2 separate regions of the Mus musculus genome follow, and region 2 is linked to region 1. A link is a contact called in public Hi-C data. All regions are on one chromosome and are shown on one strand. Each heading gives the region's core, a stretch centred on a gene start, on an enhancer-like site or on the middle of the called end of the contact. The rest is flanking DNA. Distances are from core to core; before and after follow the strand shown. Region 1 overlaps Jakmip3 (janus kinase and microtubule interacting protein 3). Region 2 has its middle 11 kb from the start of Bnip3.

Evidence for each region. Hi-C and Micro-C count contacts between places; a contact is called where the count stands out from the background.
Region 2: a Hi-C map of the N1E-115 cell line shows a contact between it and region 1, with 4 times the contacts expected there. The contact joins two enhancer-like sites. A contact is called at or near these places in 1 of 39 promoter capture datasets (hippocampal neurons), 4 of 484 Hi-C or Micro-C datasets (the N1E-115 cell line, cerebral cortex, granulosa cells and 1 more) and 1 of 9 other capture datasets (pancreatic islet).

Annotation. Positions count from the first base shown.
Region 1 is chr7:138,995,537-139,003,084 of GRCm38.p6, forward strand. The region is part of intron 2 of Jakmip3 (janus kinase and microtubule interacting protein 3); the gene reads left to right. Among named protein-coding and RNA genes, the nearest start is that of Jakmip3, 59 kb to the left of the region's middle. Within about 2 kb of position 4,940, at least 3 of the 459 cell types and tissues checked have an H3K27ac peak or open chromatin away from gene starts, as enhancers often do. A contact at or near this core is called in the N1E-115 cell line, where this site is marked.
Region 2 is chr7:138,916,704-138,924,251 of GRCm38.p6, forward strand. No RefSeq gene overlaps it. Among named protein-coding and RNA genes, the nearest start is that of Bnip3, 11 kb to the left of the region's middle. Within about 2 kb of position 2,993, at least 284 of the 459 cell types and tissues checked have an H3K27ac peak or open chromatin away from gene starts, as enhancers often do. A contact at or near this core is called in the N1E-115 cell line, where this site is marked.

The sequences.
Region 1 (7,548 bases), core at 3,690-6,189:
AGACAGGATGGCTGTACAGATTCCTCTTGAACCTGTTTGTTGAGAAGAACCCTTGCCTGTGCCAAGGTCATGGAGACACTTTGCCATGCCTTCTCCTAAAAGTGCAGTTTTGATTGAGTGTATATGTGCTGTACATGCATGTGTGCACGTATGTGGGTGTGGGTATGTATGTATGCCTGTTCACATGTATGTGTAGGACCAAGGTTGACACCACATATCTTTCTCAGTCACTCTCTACCTTAGCTATTGATGCTCTCTTGAACCCAGAGTTCTCTGATGAGGTTAGTCTAGCTATCAAGCTTGCTCCTTGCTTCAGGGACCCTCTGTAATCTCAAGCACTAAAATTGTGAGTGGATTGCCATGGCTGCCCTACATTTATGTGGCTGCTGGGTATCTAGCCTCTGCACGCCTGGTTTTTGTATCAGGTGCTAAACCGACTGAGCTATCTCTCTGGCCTCTATATTTTGCCTTTGACATTTCCAAAGCTCTCCTAGAGTTGAGTTTTGTGCCTCATGCAGGTAGTTCATGTCTTCCATATGAATGTGGAATAGACATAGTACCACTTTTTTGGTGGGGGTGTTTTGAGACAGGGTTACTCTGTATAATCACCCTGGCTATGCTAGAACTCATTTTGTATACCAGGCTGGCCTTGAACTCACAGAGATCTGCCTGCTGGGGTTAAAGGTGTGCACAGTTTCATATTTACTTCCTTTTTAAAAAATTATTTATTTTATCTTGAGCATATTATAATATAATTATATAATTCCCCTTCCTTTTCTTCCATCACATATTTAGTTTTCAAAGGCTGTAACACAGAGCACAGAGGGCACCCATACATGATCTCAGCACTTGGGATGGGGAAGCTAGGAGATAGCAAGCCCCAGACTAGCCTGCAACACCTAGCAAGATCCTGATTATAAAGAAATGGCCTTATGCCCTGAACCCTGCACCGTAGCACATGTTTAAAACCGGCAAAAGGCACTTGCGTGAATATGTGCAGGAGCAGCACTGTGGGCTGCATCTTTTGCCTTCCCGAGTGATGCTCCACATCATGTGACTCTGCAGGCCAACTTTGCTTTGACAACATAGTTGTGACCTAGGATTGGGTCTGGTCCTCTGTTTTTTCTGCTTATCCTCTTGCCTCTGGCATCACTCCAGGGAAGATTCATTTAGATTAGCTTCGACTCTCCAGGGAAGCTCCATTTAGCCACTAGCTTGACCAGCCCTGTCATTGTAGCCAGAGGTCTGTTTTCCCTGTGTCCGCCTGAGGCCAGTTCTGTTCCTCACTCCTCCAGACTGGACTCGATTCTATAGTGGGTATGTTTTTATTTTGTTCTTTCTTTTAAAAGCTACTTTAAGTCATCGTGGGTCTTTGTATTTCCATACAGATTTTAGAATCTACTTGTTTAATTTCTATTTTCGTAGAAATCCCGTGGGTTGGGTTGCATTGAATTTACCAGTCAGTTTGGGGAAAGCTGCCTTGTTTAAAATATTGGGTGTCTGGGTTTATGAACAGAACTGATTCTAGTTTTTCCCCCCTTTTGAGTCTCTAACAGGCTGTAGTTTTCAGCGCAGCGGTCCCAAGTGTCATTCTTAGCTGTGTTCACAGGCGTTTGCTCTCTGGATAAATGGTACAGTCTAGCACTTCCATTCCATCCCTAATTACATAGAAACCTAGCTGATTTGTTCACGTTTGAACTTCTTCTTTTTTTTTAATATTTTTTATTACATATTTTCCTCAATTACATTTCAAATGCTATCCCAAAAGTCCCCCATATCCCCCCCCCCCCCACTTCCCTACCCACCCATTCCCATTTTTTTGGCCCTGGCGTTCCCCTGTACTGGGGCATATACAGTTTGCGTGTCCAATGGGCCTCTCTTTCCAGTGATGGCCGACTAGGCCATCTTTTGATATATATGCAGCTAGAGTCAAGAGCTCTGGGGTACTGGTTAGTTCATAATGTTGTTCCACCTATAGGGTTGCAGATCCCTTTAGCTCCTTGGGTACTTTCTCTAGCTCCTCCATTGGGAGCCCTGTGATCCATCCAATAGCTGACTACTTCTTGTCCCTCTTAGCATTCATTCAACCAGTCTTTAAAAGCACACATTTTGTCAGGAGGTGGGGGAGCCACGAGTGAGGGAGCAGGCCCCTAGAGAGAAGACTTGGCCCTGCCCAGCAGATGTGTAACATTAGCAGCGGTGCTCCAACCCAGCGGACAGTTCTTACATACACCACATGCCAATCTGTCCAAATTAGAGCCATCAACTAATCACAGAGCACTGCTCTGAATCATCCCGCGGCCTAACTGGGGATGCTCTGGGTCTGCTTTAATGAGCAGAGGTCACCTAAGGGGACACACACACACACACACACACACACACACACACACACACCAGGGTGACCAGAGAAACAACTGAACTCCTCCTCTACTAATGGCCAGACAAAAGCCTCAGCAGAATCCACCTTTCCAGGGCAAAGCTTTGCATGACAGCTCTTTGTATTATCTTCCAACCACCTCTGGTGAAATTAGAATAGACAGACGTGGCAGATGGGCTCAGGTGTGTGTTCTGTTTGGTGTCTAGTCCTTGGAGAGTTGGTCTGTAAAGATGACCTTGATTCTAGAACACTCAGAGTTGAAGGCTAGCAGACTATTTTCATAATATTCAGAGAACGTGTCCTTTCCCAGCAAAGGTGGCTAATTAAGCACCATGTTGAGTTAAGGGGCAGGACTGCACCCTGTCATCTGTCTAATTTAAAACCTCAAAACCTTCAAGCTGTGGGCAGGGTGCGGCCTTCTTGTTTACTATTATTTGAGAGCCATAAATATTTTTGTCACAAGGATGTTGATGGCTGTTGCATCTATAAACAAGTGAGATGTGGATTCCTGGGGGCAGGGGGTTGGGCTGGCACCCTCCCTCAGATAGGAAGTGGCCATTCCAAGTGAGTCCCAGCACCGTGTCTGACACAGGACCTCTGCAGCCTGCACTTCACTTTTGGTTCAGTTATCCACTGTTCTGAGTAGCATCTGGTCAAGCCTTCTAGGATGCTGCCTCTCAAGTCCGCATAGCAGTTTGTTGCTTGAACTACATACTGCTTAGGGGGACTTTTTTTTAGACTTATTTTTTATGTGTATGAGTGTTTTGTCTGCATATATATATATATATATATATATATATATATATATATATGTACACCATGTCCATGCCGTGCCCATGGAGATCAATAGGAAGTCAGATACCCTGGAATTAAAGTCATAGACAGTTGTGAGTCACCATATGGATGCTGGGAACCTGGATCCTCTGGAAAAATAGCCAGTGCTCTTAACCACTGAGCCATCTCCCCAGCCCCTTAAGGAGACCTTTTTAAGGTGAGTGAGCTTCAGCCTCCACTTCCAAGTATAAGGAAGCATAAGGTGTATCAGTCCACAGTATGAGGCAGAGGCTGTGTGCTGACAGCTAATGAAGCCAAAGGTCACTCGCCATACTTGTGTTCTGAGAAGTGCTTGGCTATTTTCTACCTTTAGGTAAGGGGGAGGGGTTTCCTAAGGGTGTAAGTCTCAGGGAGACAAATTGACCCACTGGTCCAATGTCCCTGAATTCTAACCTGGAAGGATAAGTGTGCAAGAATTGGTAGGAAATGAGTAAACTAGACAGTAGGGAGAATTGTTACAAATAGATAGGAGCACACATTATGAAATTATCAGACAAGATAGATAATTGGTGTACTGGCTAGTTTTGTGTCAACTTGACACAGGTTGGCGTTATCACAGAGAAAGGAGCTTCAGTTGGGGAAATGCCTCCACGAGATCCAGCTGCAAGGCATTTTCTCAGTTAGTGATCAAGGCGGGGGGGGGGGGGATGTCATCCCCTTGTGGGTGGTGCCATCTCTGGGCTGGTAGTCTTGGTTCTATAAGAGAGCAAGCTGAGCAAGCCAGGGGAAGCAAGCCAGTAAGAAACATCCCTCCATGGCCTCTGCATCAGCTCCTGCTTCCTGATCTGCTTGAGTTCCAGTCCTGACTTCCTTTGGTGATAAATAGCAATGTGGAAAGTGTAAGCTGAATAAACCCTTTCCTCCCCAACTGCTTCTTGGTCATGATGTTTGTGCAGGAATAGAAACCCTGACTAAGACAATTGGATTGTATTAGAAAGACCAGGAACTGACCAGAGTTGCATCTAGGAGTCGATTTTGTAACCAGGAAATGACAAGAGAGGTATAGTATGGTGGCCATGTTTGGTGCATAATTTCACACTTTCAGCAAGGGTTTGGCTTCTGTTATTGATTGTGGCTACAGGGATATTGTTATATTGCAGTTATATTGCAATGTGGTGGAACATCCTGCCAGGTCAAAGCTACTATACACAGAGGTCCCTTTAGACCAAATCCTCTGTTTGAGTGTTCTGTGGCAGTTGTGTTACACCCGGGCTTGTACTTCTATAGCCTTCAGTATCTGTAAACAGAAGGAAACTCGGTGGATGGGGCTCGGTCGTCAAGAGCACTTACTGCTCTTGCAGAGGATCAGAGTTCGGCTCCCAGCACCCATGTCAGGTGGCTCACAACTCTGGCTCCAGGAATCCAGTGCCTTCTTCCGAAATCTACAAGTGCTCACAGACAGGTACATACATGCATGCACATATACATAAATAAAAATAATTTTAAAAAACCATGGAAACATCAGAGATAGTCTAGGTGGTCAACAGTAAGAGAACAGGCTAGCAAACCTGAGATGGAACCTTAGGAAATTGTTTTGGTTTCTAAAATGAAAGCATTTTTCGTGTGAGTTTTTTTTATAACTGGTTACAATGACTGGGGAAGAGAAGGGAGGCACAGAGCGAACCATCACTGGCATTTATTCTTGAGAAGTGCAATTCAGGAACGTCTATTACCAGATAAGGTGGGTCTGTGACCTTCATGGCAAAGCATGTGTCCCTGGGCTTCCTGACACTCCCCCAGCTGTCACCCAGCCACTAAGGGGCTTGCAGACTCCGAGGAGCCTCTGCATCCTCTGTAGTTTATGCCCCAGGAAAGAAGAGATAAGGCACATGGTTGTGATGACAAGCCAGTTTCCTAGCCAGGGATGCTGGGATGCTGAGCTGACCTGAGCCTGGACCTACAGGACCACAGTGATGATCTAGGGAGAAAATCAGCAACAGCAGATGCATGGGGAGAGGTGGTCACACATGTAACATGGAGATAGCCGGTTATACATGTAAAGCACCAGGGGAGACTGGCAGGACTCTACCAGGAAAGGGGCTCTGCTGTGGGAGTCAAGCATCTTTCAGATGGGATTTTTTAAAAGAAGATATGGCAGTTACTGCCTGTAATACTGGCACTCAGGAAGCTGAGGCAGGGGGCCAGCCTGGACTATATGTACATACATACATGCATATGTAAAATATAAAAAACAAAAGGGCACCAGGAATACCCCTCCAGTTTTCCAGCTTACTCCAGGGATCCATGAGGACCACTAGCTCCAGAAATCACAGGTAAGAAGCTCAGCCCTGTGGCATTGGTCATTTGGAAAATGTCCAGTTAGCTCTTGCCTCACCCTCTGGGGTATATTGAGGGGGTCGTTTCGTGGCTTGTAGCTGCTGCCTCATTGTGGAGATGTAAGGAAGAAAATTCCAGAGCACTCTGTATGGTGTGGGACACAGATCTCTAGCGGGAAATGCTGGGTTAGGGTGGGAGTGGGGATGGATTCAAATGTCAAATGACCATTGGAGAATCTCAGATCATATCCAGATACAATAGAGAGAGGAAGGGAACAAGAAACAAAGAAATGTCCCTATAATTAGTGAAAGCACATCACAGAAACTCACTCTCCTGCAGAAGGGACCCATGAAGGTTATTTACAATGGACCTAAAAGACATCAAGAAAGCTGGGCAAGACAGAACATAAATCCAGGTTAGAAAAATGTGTAATTGATGTGCCAAGACTCACAAACTAGAAACGATACTTTAGAAGTATAGATATAGAAGGAGTATGAACATATGAGCCCAACAAATAATATTTTGTGAGAAATGGAAAGAGAGACCATGAAAAAATAAAAAGAAAATGGGTGAACATTGAAGATGAGCAGTTATCCTAACATAAGGACAGTGGGGGGTCCTTGCAGATGATGGAGACACAAATTCAGAGTACAGAAACATGCCACTTAGGATGCTTTAAGAGGAAGCTAGGGACTGCTGAGATGGCTCAGAGGTAAGAGCATAGTATGAGCCGGGCGTGGTGGCACATGCCTTTAATCCCGGCACTCGGGAGGCAGAGGCAGGCAGATTTCTGAGTTCGAGGTCAGCCTGGTCTACAAAGTGAGTTCCAGTACAGCCAGTCTATACAGAGAAACCCTGTCTCAAAACAACAACAACAAATAAAAAGCATAGCATGGATCCCCTACCCAAAAATAAGTAAGTAAGTAAGTAAATGATTTAATTTTAAATTTAATCTATTTAAATTTTGTATGTACATTTTGTATGTAAATTTGTATGAGTTTATATGAGCCAGTGGGACCAGTGGAGACCAGAGAGGGTATTGGATCCCCCTGGAACTGGAGTTGCAGGCATTTATGAGCCTCAATATGGGTGCTAGGACTCCAGGCTGGGTCCTCTGCAAGGGTAGTGAGCTCATTTATCTTTTGAGACACAAAAAAATGTTTTTAAAAGGAAACTGTTTACTGAAAGAGCAGCGTTCGTGAAACCAAGACCCAGAGCAGCAACCCCAGAGAGTACACTAGCAACATGAGAGAAATCTCAGGTGCCAATGTACTCTGTGTATAAAGGAAAGGAGACAAAAGTGTGATCATGGGTTAGCTGAGAGCAGCTGTGAACCGAGAGAAGGAAGAGCAGCAAGCGTAAGGCTAAGGGTTAGCGTCTGGAAAAGCCTGCATCCAGCTGCAGAGTGGACATCATGCAGGAATTCAGGTGGCATTGTTCCTACGGCTGCCCATAAGGACAGTGACATTTCCCTAAGGAATCAGACAGGGACACCAATCAGGCTATGAGCATGGAACCCAGAGCCCCTCTGTGAGTTAGACCCTACAGAAGGTGAAGACATAGAAGCCACATGTGACCTGTGCTTAGGGCAACCTGCCAGGCTCAATCTGCATAGATCCATTGGGAAATATGAAGTATTCTGAGATTTAGAAAATCCTTTGAGATTCCTCACCAGACGGTTGGGTGCGGGGGGAGACAACAAATGAAAGTCTGAAGGGACAGCAGGTTAGAATGGCTGTGGAACTGTCCAGGCTGTTAGGATGCAACCACACGGTGGGGGTGGGGGGCATGTGGCAAGTGCAAGGCCACCATCCAGTCATGGTTATCACACTCATCGTGTCAACATCAAAACCACTGAGTCCTGAAACCATTGCTTGTATGACATGAGCGCAGGAATGGGGTGATTGCATCACCTCCTGATTGCATGAGAACAAAAATGCTCAGTGTGAAGGACAGAGAGAGATTCCGCTGTGCGCAGGGCACTAGGCAGAAGCTTTGTGGTCCGGACTTTGAATTTAATGTTGATGTGAACTTGCAAGACGTATGTGCATGTACATTGT
Region 2 (7,548 bases), core at 1,743-4,242, 81 kb before region 1:
CAGGCCACCCAGGGTTACAAAGAGAAGCTGTCTCTTGAAAAACCAACAAAAAGCAGCTTTGGAAGACATGGTTTATTTTAGCTCATGATTCCAGGTTATGGTCCTATCATTGCCAGGGAGTCAAAGCGCGAGCTTCTGGCATCTAGTCACACCATCTCATGAGGAGAGAGCAAGGAGCGTGTGCAGCTAACGCTCACCTTGATTCCTCTATTCAGGTATAGTCTAGGGCTCTGTAGTGGCTATTCCTGGTTGTCAACTTGACAATATTTGGAATGAACTACAATCCGGAATTGGAAGGCTCACCAGTGACCCTTATCTGGAGGCTTGGAGATCCTTATCTGGATCTTGGTTTGAAGATCTTGAGCCATAGTGGCTATGGATTCCAGAAGATTGAATCTCCGAGTTTAAGGAACACACCTTTAATCTGGGCTACGCCTTTCATCTGGGATTAAAGGTGTGGTGGAACACACCTTTAATCTGGGCTACACCTTCTGCTGGAGACAATATAAGGACATTGGAAGAAGGGAGTCTAGCTCGAGCTCTTGCTCCTTCGCCTGCTTGCTGCATGAGACTGAGTAACTGCTAGATCCTTGGACTTCCATTCACAGCTGGGACTGAATCATTGTTGGGAATTGGGCTGCCGACTGTAAGTCATCAATAAATTCCTTTACTATCTAGAGACTGTCCATAAGTTCTGTGACTCTAGAGAACCCTGACTAATACAGGCTCCCAACCAAGAAACTATGCTTTGCACCTTCAGGCTGGGGCTTCCCACACCAACTAAGGCACTTAAGATAGTCCCTCACAGACATCCCCACAAGCCGAGCCCCACCTAGCAAATTCCTCACTGAGACTCTGGTCTCAGATGATTATAGATTGTGTCAAGTTGACAAGTAAGATTAACCATTGTGGCTGGAGAGGTGACTCAGAAGTTAAGAACACTAGACTATATCTTCTAGGATCTGGGTTCAGTACCCAGGGGCAGCTCGCAGCCACCTGTAACTCCAGTTCCAAAAGATCCAATGCCCTCTTCTAGCCTCCATAAGTGTAGCAGAATTTTCCCCCAATGAATTTAAGTAGTAATACAACAAGAAGCCTGTGACTGGGCAGTGGAGAAGGAAGACGGGTGAGGATTTTTAGAGATGGAAGAGAGCGGACAGAGAGGAGAAGGAAGGAAGATGGAGAAAGAGAAAGACAATCCAGATTCTGTGTGGCTTTAAAATATCATAAAAGGGCCGGGCATGGTGGCTCATGCCTTTAATCCCAGCACTCGGGAGGCAGAGGCAGGCAGATTATTTCTGAGTTCGAGGCCAGCCTGGTCTACAAAGTGAGTTCCAGGACAGCCAGGGCTAAAGAGAAACCCTGTCTCGAAAAACCAAAAAAAAAAAAAAAAAAAAAAAAAAAAATCATAAAAGGAAAGAATACTTGAGATAACATCTAATCTAGGCGGGCAGCTTGTATCATTATCAATTGGCTCTGAAATTATTGTGTGGGCATCTTGTGAATTGAGAATTTATTGATATATAAATCTGACTGATTAATTATAAGCTTCTAGAGTTTTGATTTACTGATTAAGGGAATTTGTGATAACTAGCCTAGGGGGTGGATGCTGAGAAGGTACAAGAGGCTCTGAGGCAGGCAATCCGGAACCTGGGGCTGGCTTAGAGGTGGCAAGACCGTTGGGGACAGAGAGCAGCTGTGTATTGCGTGGGATGATACCATTTTTTATTACGTCCCACAACACATAAGCAATACACATATGTGATGTGCGTACATGCATACAGGCAAAACACCCATGTGCACATAAAATAAAACTTTTTAAGGAAGGGGGCCCTGGAGAAATGGCTCAGCAATTTAAAAACTTGCTGCTCTTACTGAGGACTCCAGTTTGGTTCCCAGGACCAGATCAGATAGATCATAAATCACCTACAACTCTAATCCAAGAGGACCCTGCACCCATATGGCACACGCTTACATAGACATAGACACACCAAAAAGTGATTTAAAAATAATAAAAAGGGCTGGTGAGATGGCTCAGTGGGTTAGAGCACCCGACTGCTCCAGAGTTCAAATCCCAGCAACCACATGGTGGCTCACAACCATCCGTAACGAGATCTGACTCCCTCTTCTGGAGTGTCTGAAGACAGCTACAATGTACTTACATATAATAAATAAATAAATCTTTTAAAAATAAATAAATAAATAAATAAATAAATAATAAAACTAACCTTCACAGTAGCCCTCTCTGATAAACAGTGCACTTTTCCTGTATAAAGAGCCAGAATAATACTGAGGGTTTGCATGGCCACACTGGCCATGGCCTAATAATTACATAGTGAGGACCCAAGCAAAAAGAAGATAGGGTGTATGAGCCAAAGGTGGCAGAAGTGACAAATGTGACTTTGACCCAGCTGGGAGAAGTCCCGGGGCATTGGGGAGAAGGGGTTATAAAGAGGATGTTTATTTCTCTGTAGTGAAATAAACCAGAGGTGGGAACCTGAAATGAATTCAGCCCCTGCTGGCTGTTAGCAGGAGTTCTGCCTCTGATGTGGAGGTAGGAAGGGCAGTTCAGCTCCAAGGAGCCCTCTGAGTGGCTTCCGCCTTGCCTTTCTGGCAGGAGCCTCCTGCATCAGGCTGTACTGACCACTCTGTTCTGCCTCCTTCCCTCCTCTAGGAAAACACCCACTTTTCCAGGAATTCACAGTGACGCCTATGCCACGCCAAGTTATTTTTAGAAACTGGCGTGATGAAATCTTCAGAATTGTAAACAACATGCACACGCTTTAGGTCCCAAGTGTACTTGTGCAGCGTCCCAGTTGGCTGCAAAGTGAGATCCCCGGGGAAGGAAAGCAGCGTGTACTTTGATAAAAGCCTGAACTGTACTCGCCAGAGAACGTTCAAAACAGGAAGCAGCTCAGGCTCCGAGAGTCAGGCACAGCCGAGCTGGGGCTGGACAGTATCCCCAAGGACCGTCAGGGTGCGCTGGGCTGTGGCCGCCGCTGTTGTTTGTCCTTGGTCGGTCGGTGAGGCAATAGCTCCAGGCCTGCTTCACAGAGATTGCAGAAGTGGAGTAACAGGTCAGGTGGCCTGAGACCAACATGCCAACAACTGTCTCAGGACGAAACGTGCCCAACAGCACTCTGTCGTGTAGCCTCTCAGGGCACACGCCCATACCCATGCCCGTAGCCATATCGCCACTTGGTGGTCCTGGCGCGAGGAAATGGGAGGAGACTATCTTAAGGAAGAAAGGGCTTTTATAGGGAGGAAAGGTAGATACAAGGTGGCTGTGAGCCAGAAGATGGCACTAGGCAGTCGCCAGCCCCAGTGAAAGTGTCTCTTTTTTCCTCTTTCTGGAACATTTCAATTGACCTTGATCTCTTGAGGCAAGTTTCTGTCATTCCTTTTTACGTTTGTTTGTCTGCTTGCTTGATTTCTTGTCTCACTTTTTTTGTTTGTTTGTGACAGTATTAATATATAACCCAGTTGATCTTGAACTTGCAATCAGTCTTCTTGCTTCAGCTTCCAGAGTGCCAGGATCACAGTCATGTCTCACCGTGCCGGCTCAGGAAGAATTGCCTTTTTGTTTGTTTGTTTGTTTGTTTGTTTGTTTGTTTGAAATAGGACAGGAGCTCTTGTATCCCAAAATGGTCACGAATTCACAACGTAGTGGAGGATGACTTTGAACTTCTGATGCTCCTACCTCTACCTACTGAGTACTGGGATCAGAGTGTGACCACACCCAGTACATGGGGTGCTAGGGCATCAAACCAGGGCTTTGTTGATGCTTGGTTACTACACTCTACCACACTCCTAGCCCTGTCATATGCTTATTTTACAAAGACAAACTTTTCAGTTTTGTAGAAAGAGTAAGCATCAAGGAGAAAGATTTTCCAAATGCCCCTGACCACCCCCTACACACACACACATACACACACACATGCACATACACACACATACACACACATGTACACATACACACACATACATACACACACATAAATACACATACACACACATAAATACACACATACATACACACACATGTACACATACACACACATACAAACACATACACACACACATACACATACATACACACATACATATACACATACACACACACACACACACACACACACACACACACACACACACACACGTACACACGAGTTCCTCTATCAGGATCCTCACCAGAGCGTTTTTCTTTGTTAAACCACACAACTATGGAGTCACCAGTGGACCTGTGGTCCATGTTGCTTTTGCTGCCTGCTCTCTGGACCTGACTCATGCAGAATGGATTACCGTGTTAAGTCCCTGCCCTCTGTCTCAACATCCCACCCCCTGGTAACACCACTTTTTTTTTTTTCCTTTCTCTACAGACTTATCTTTTCCAGAATGGCACCGATAGGAGCCTACAGCATAACTTTTTCAGTCTGGCTTCTCTCAGTATTTGTTTTGTTTGTTTGTTTGTTTATGTTAGAAAGGGTCTCACTATGTAGCCCCGCCTAGTTTGCAACTCATGTAGATCCGGTTGGCCTTGAACTCACAAAGATTGGCCTGTCACCACTTCCTTGGTGCTGGAATTAAAGGTGTGTGCCATCATGCTCAGCCTAGACATGTATTCTCTGTTTTATATTCAAGATTTTTTTTCATGGGTATGGGTAAGTGTTATGCCTACATGCATGTCCATCTGTACCTCAGATGCATGAAGTGGACATGGAAGAGGACGCCGGAGGACGCCCTGGATCTTCATCAGATCCCCTGGAACTGAAGTTACAGAGTTGTGAGCTGACATGTGGGTACGGGGAACTGAACTCGGGTGTTTTCCAGTAATATTGTTCCATGTCTTTTCCTGGCTTGGCAGCTCATAATTGAACACGCTTCCATTGTCTGGGTGCAACAGGATGTATACTCCTTCGCCTCCTGAAGGATACCTCAGCGCTTCCAAGCTTTGGCTGTTACCGCCACGGCCTCCATGAATATGAGTGTGCAGGTTCTGGCGATGCGGACTCTAGTCTTCCTCACACAACCCTCCTCTGAACTCTCCCACATCTGTCCTGCTCAGCTACTACCCAGTCTTGCCCCAGTCTCCTGGCAGGACTCTCCCTGCCCAGGCCGCAGCCTGGCCCTTTGCCCCAGACAGAGCAGTAAGCATTTTCTCCTGACTCCTTGGCACTGTTCCCTTGTTAACTGCATTTCGGGCCATGTGCTATCTTAAGAAGATGTAGTCTTCACAGGACAGATGTCTTCAAATCTCAGACCAAAAATCTTAAAAACAGAAGTAATGGTTTCTGATGTTTATGTATTACAGTAGGGGTTTAGTTGTTATTTTGAAACAGGGTGTCTCCGTGTAGCCCTGGCTGTGTTGGAACTCACTCTTTAGACCAGGTTGGCCTTGAACTCAGAGATCTGCCTGCCTCTGCCTCCCCAGCGCTGAGATTAAAGGCGTGCTCCATCATACCCCACATTGTGTTTGTTTTGCTTTTAACAGCAGCAGCTGTGGCTGAAGAGACCACCCCATGGTTTCCCCAGCTCACGCCATTCCACATCCTCTGACCTTGGCGTTAGGGCTACTGTCCAGCTGAGCGGAAGTAGCTGCCAGCGCTGGTGTTCCAGCTACATTTATGGTGGGTAGGGAGCCTGCACTGCAAAAGTTTGCCAGATCTCAGATGGAAAACGCAGCACAGCACAGCACAGCACAGCACAGCACAGCACAGGCGCCCTGCTCTTGGGTGGAGACAGCATGGAGGGAAGACATCACCATGCTGCTCTGCTGTTCACTCCAGTGTGAGCACAGTAGGTGGTAGAAGGGATACTGGGGGGGGGGGGGGAGACAGGACACAGGGGAAGAGAACATCAGAACAAGAGGCAGCTGTGTCCCCAGCTCTTATGTTTTGCCTCTGCTCCCCTCATGCATCAGTCCCCCAGACCACTTCTCAGCCTAGATGCAGCTCCCCAGAATACATCAGCCAGGACCCCCCTGACTACTTCTGTGGGAACCACCTGAATCCTGAGCCTTGAAGATCCATTTAAGGAGCCCCTAACCCATGAACCAGGTACACAGAGCAGCAACTTCCAAGCTTGGCTGCACAGTACCCCCTTTTGGCGAATGCGTTCAAATGACGAATCCCAGATCTTCTAGATTCAGAAGTCTTTTAGAGTCTAAACTGTCAGGTTGTAATGATTCTGGAGGCCACAGGCAGTGCTCCACTCCTGTTGTCAAACCCATTGGCTCCAGGTCTTCTTCTCTGCAGCTGAAGCTGTCTTAATAGCTTCTTAGTCTCTGGAGTCAGAAGATCTGATGTGAGAAACACCCAAGCAACCCAAACAAACCCAGCCTTTCATCTGAGTAAACCCACTAAATCATAGTCAAAAACCCCTGAGGGGTGCAATGGGCAGCCTCCATGAGTAAGATGCTCACCAGAACAGAGCTACACAGAGCCCAGCTGGACAATGTGCCACCCAGGGACTTGAGGGTTTCACAGGTATTCACTTGTCTGTTCTCATCCCCTGCGGGGGCAGGGCTCCTTCCAACCAAGGATGAAACACTTCATGCACAGTCCCTGGTAATGACCCACCCAGCTCGTCTTTCTATAAGCACCTTGTGTGATCCTGGAAAGAAAATGGTTCACTGCCCTCTTGCCCCAGAAACAACACACAATTATGCAAATCAAGAGGTCAGCTCCTCTTATTTATTCCCTTTAAAAATAGCCATGGAATTACCCAAGCCATCAAGAGTCCACACATCAGAAAAGCCATCAAGTCTCTGAAGGTGACACTTTACAGAAGTAGGGTGTACCATTCTGGAGGTGTAACAGCAGTTTGAGTAGGTGTGCCTAGGCCAAACACTGCGGGTAGACTGGATCATTGGCAAAAATAAATAAATAAATAAATAAACAAACAAACAAACAGCAGTAAATTTTGGTTGCATATACTTAAAAATACAGAGGGTAGCCAGGTATGGTGGTCCATGTCTTTAATCCCAGCACTCCAGAGGAGCAGAGACAGGGTGATGCCTGTGAGTTCAAGGCCAACTTGCTCTACATAGCAAGTTCCAGGCCAGCCAGGACTGCCTAATGAGACTCTGTCTCAAGGGGAAAAGAGAAGGCTAAGAGTAATGGCTGACCTTCAGGTTTAGGCATAGATTATTGTCTGATCATTAGACACATCTGGGTGAGAATTCTGAGCCCTGTGTATAGAGCTCAGGCATCTGCCCACATAAGCGCTCTCCTGCCACCTTGTGGACTCATGACTGCAAAGGAAGAAAAGGGCAACCCTGAAGAAACAAACACCCAACCAAACAAACAAACAAAAAAACGCAAACAAACCAGGAAACAGCAGCAAAAGAATAAATTAAGAACATTACTTAAATTTTTTACAGTTGTCAAAATGTCTTCATATCTGTGTACCCAAGTCTTCCTAAGTTTCAGGACGGGGAAGATGGTAACAAATGTTGGACCACTGAGATCTGCTTCCTCCTGGGAAAAGCTGAGCTGAGTTGAGCTCTCCAGGTGGCTATTTGTTGGCTCACTGACACCCTCTGCTGTT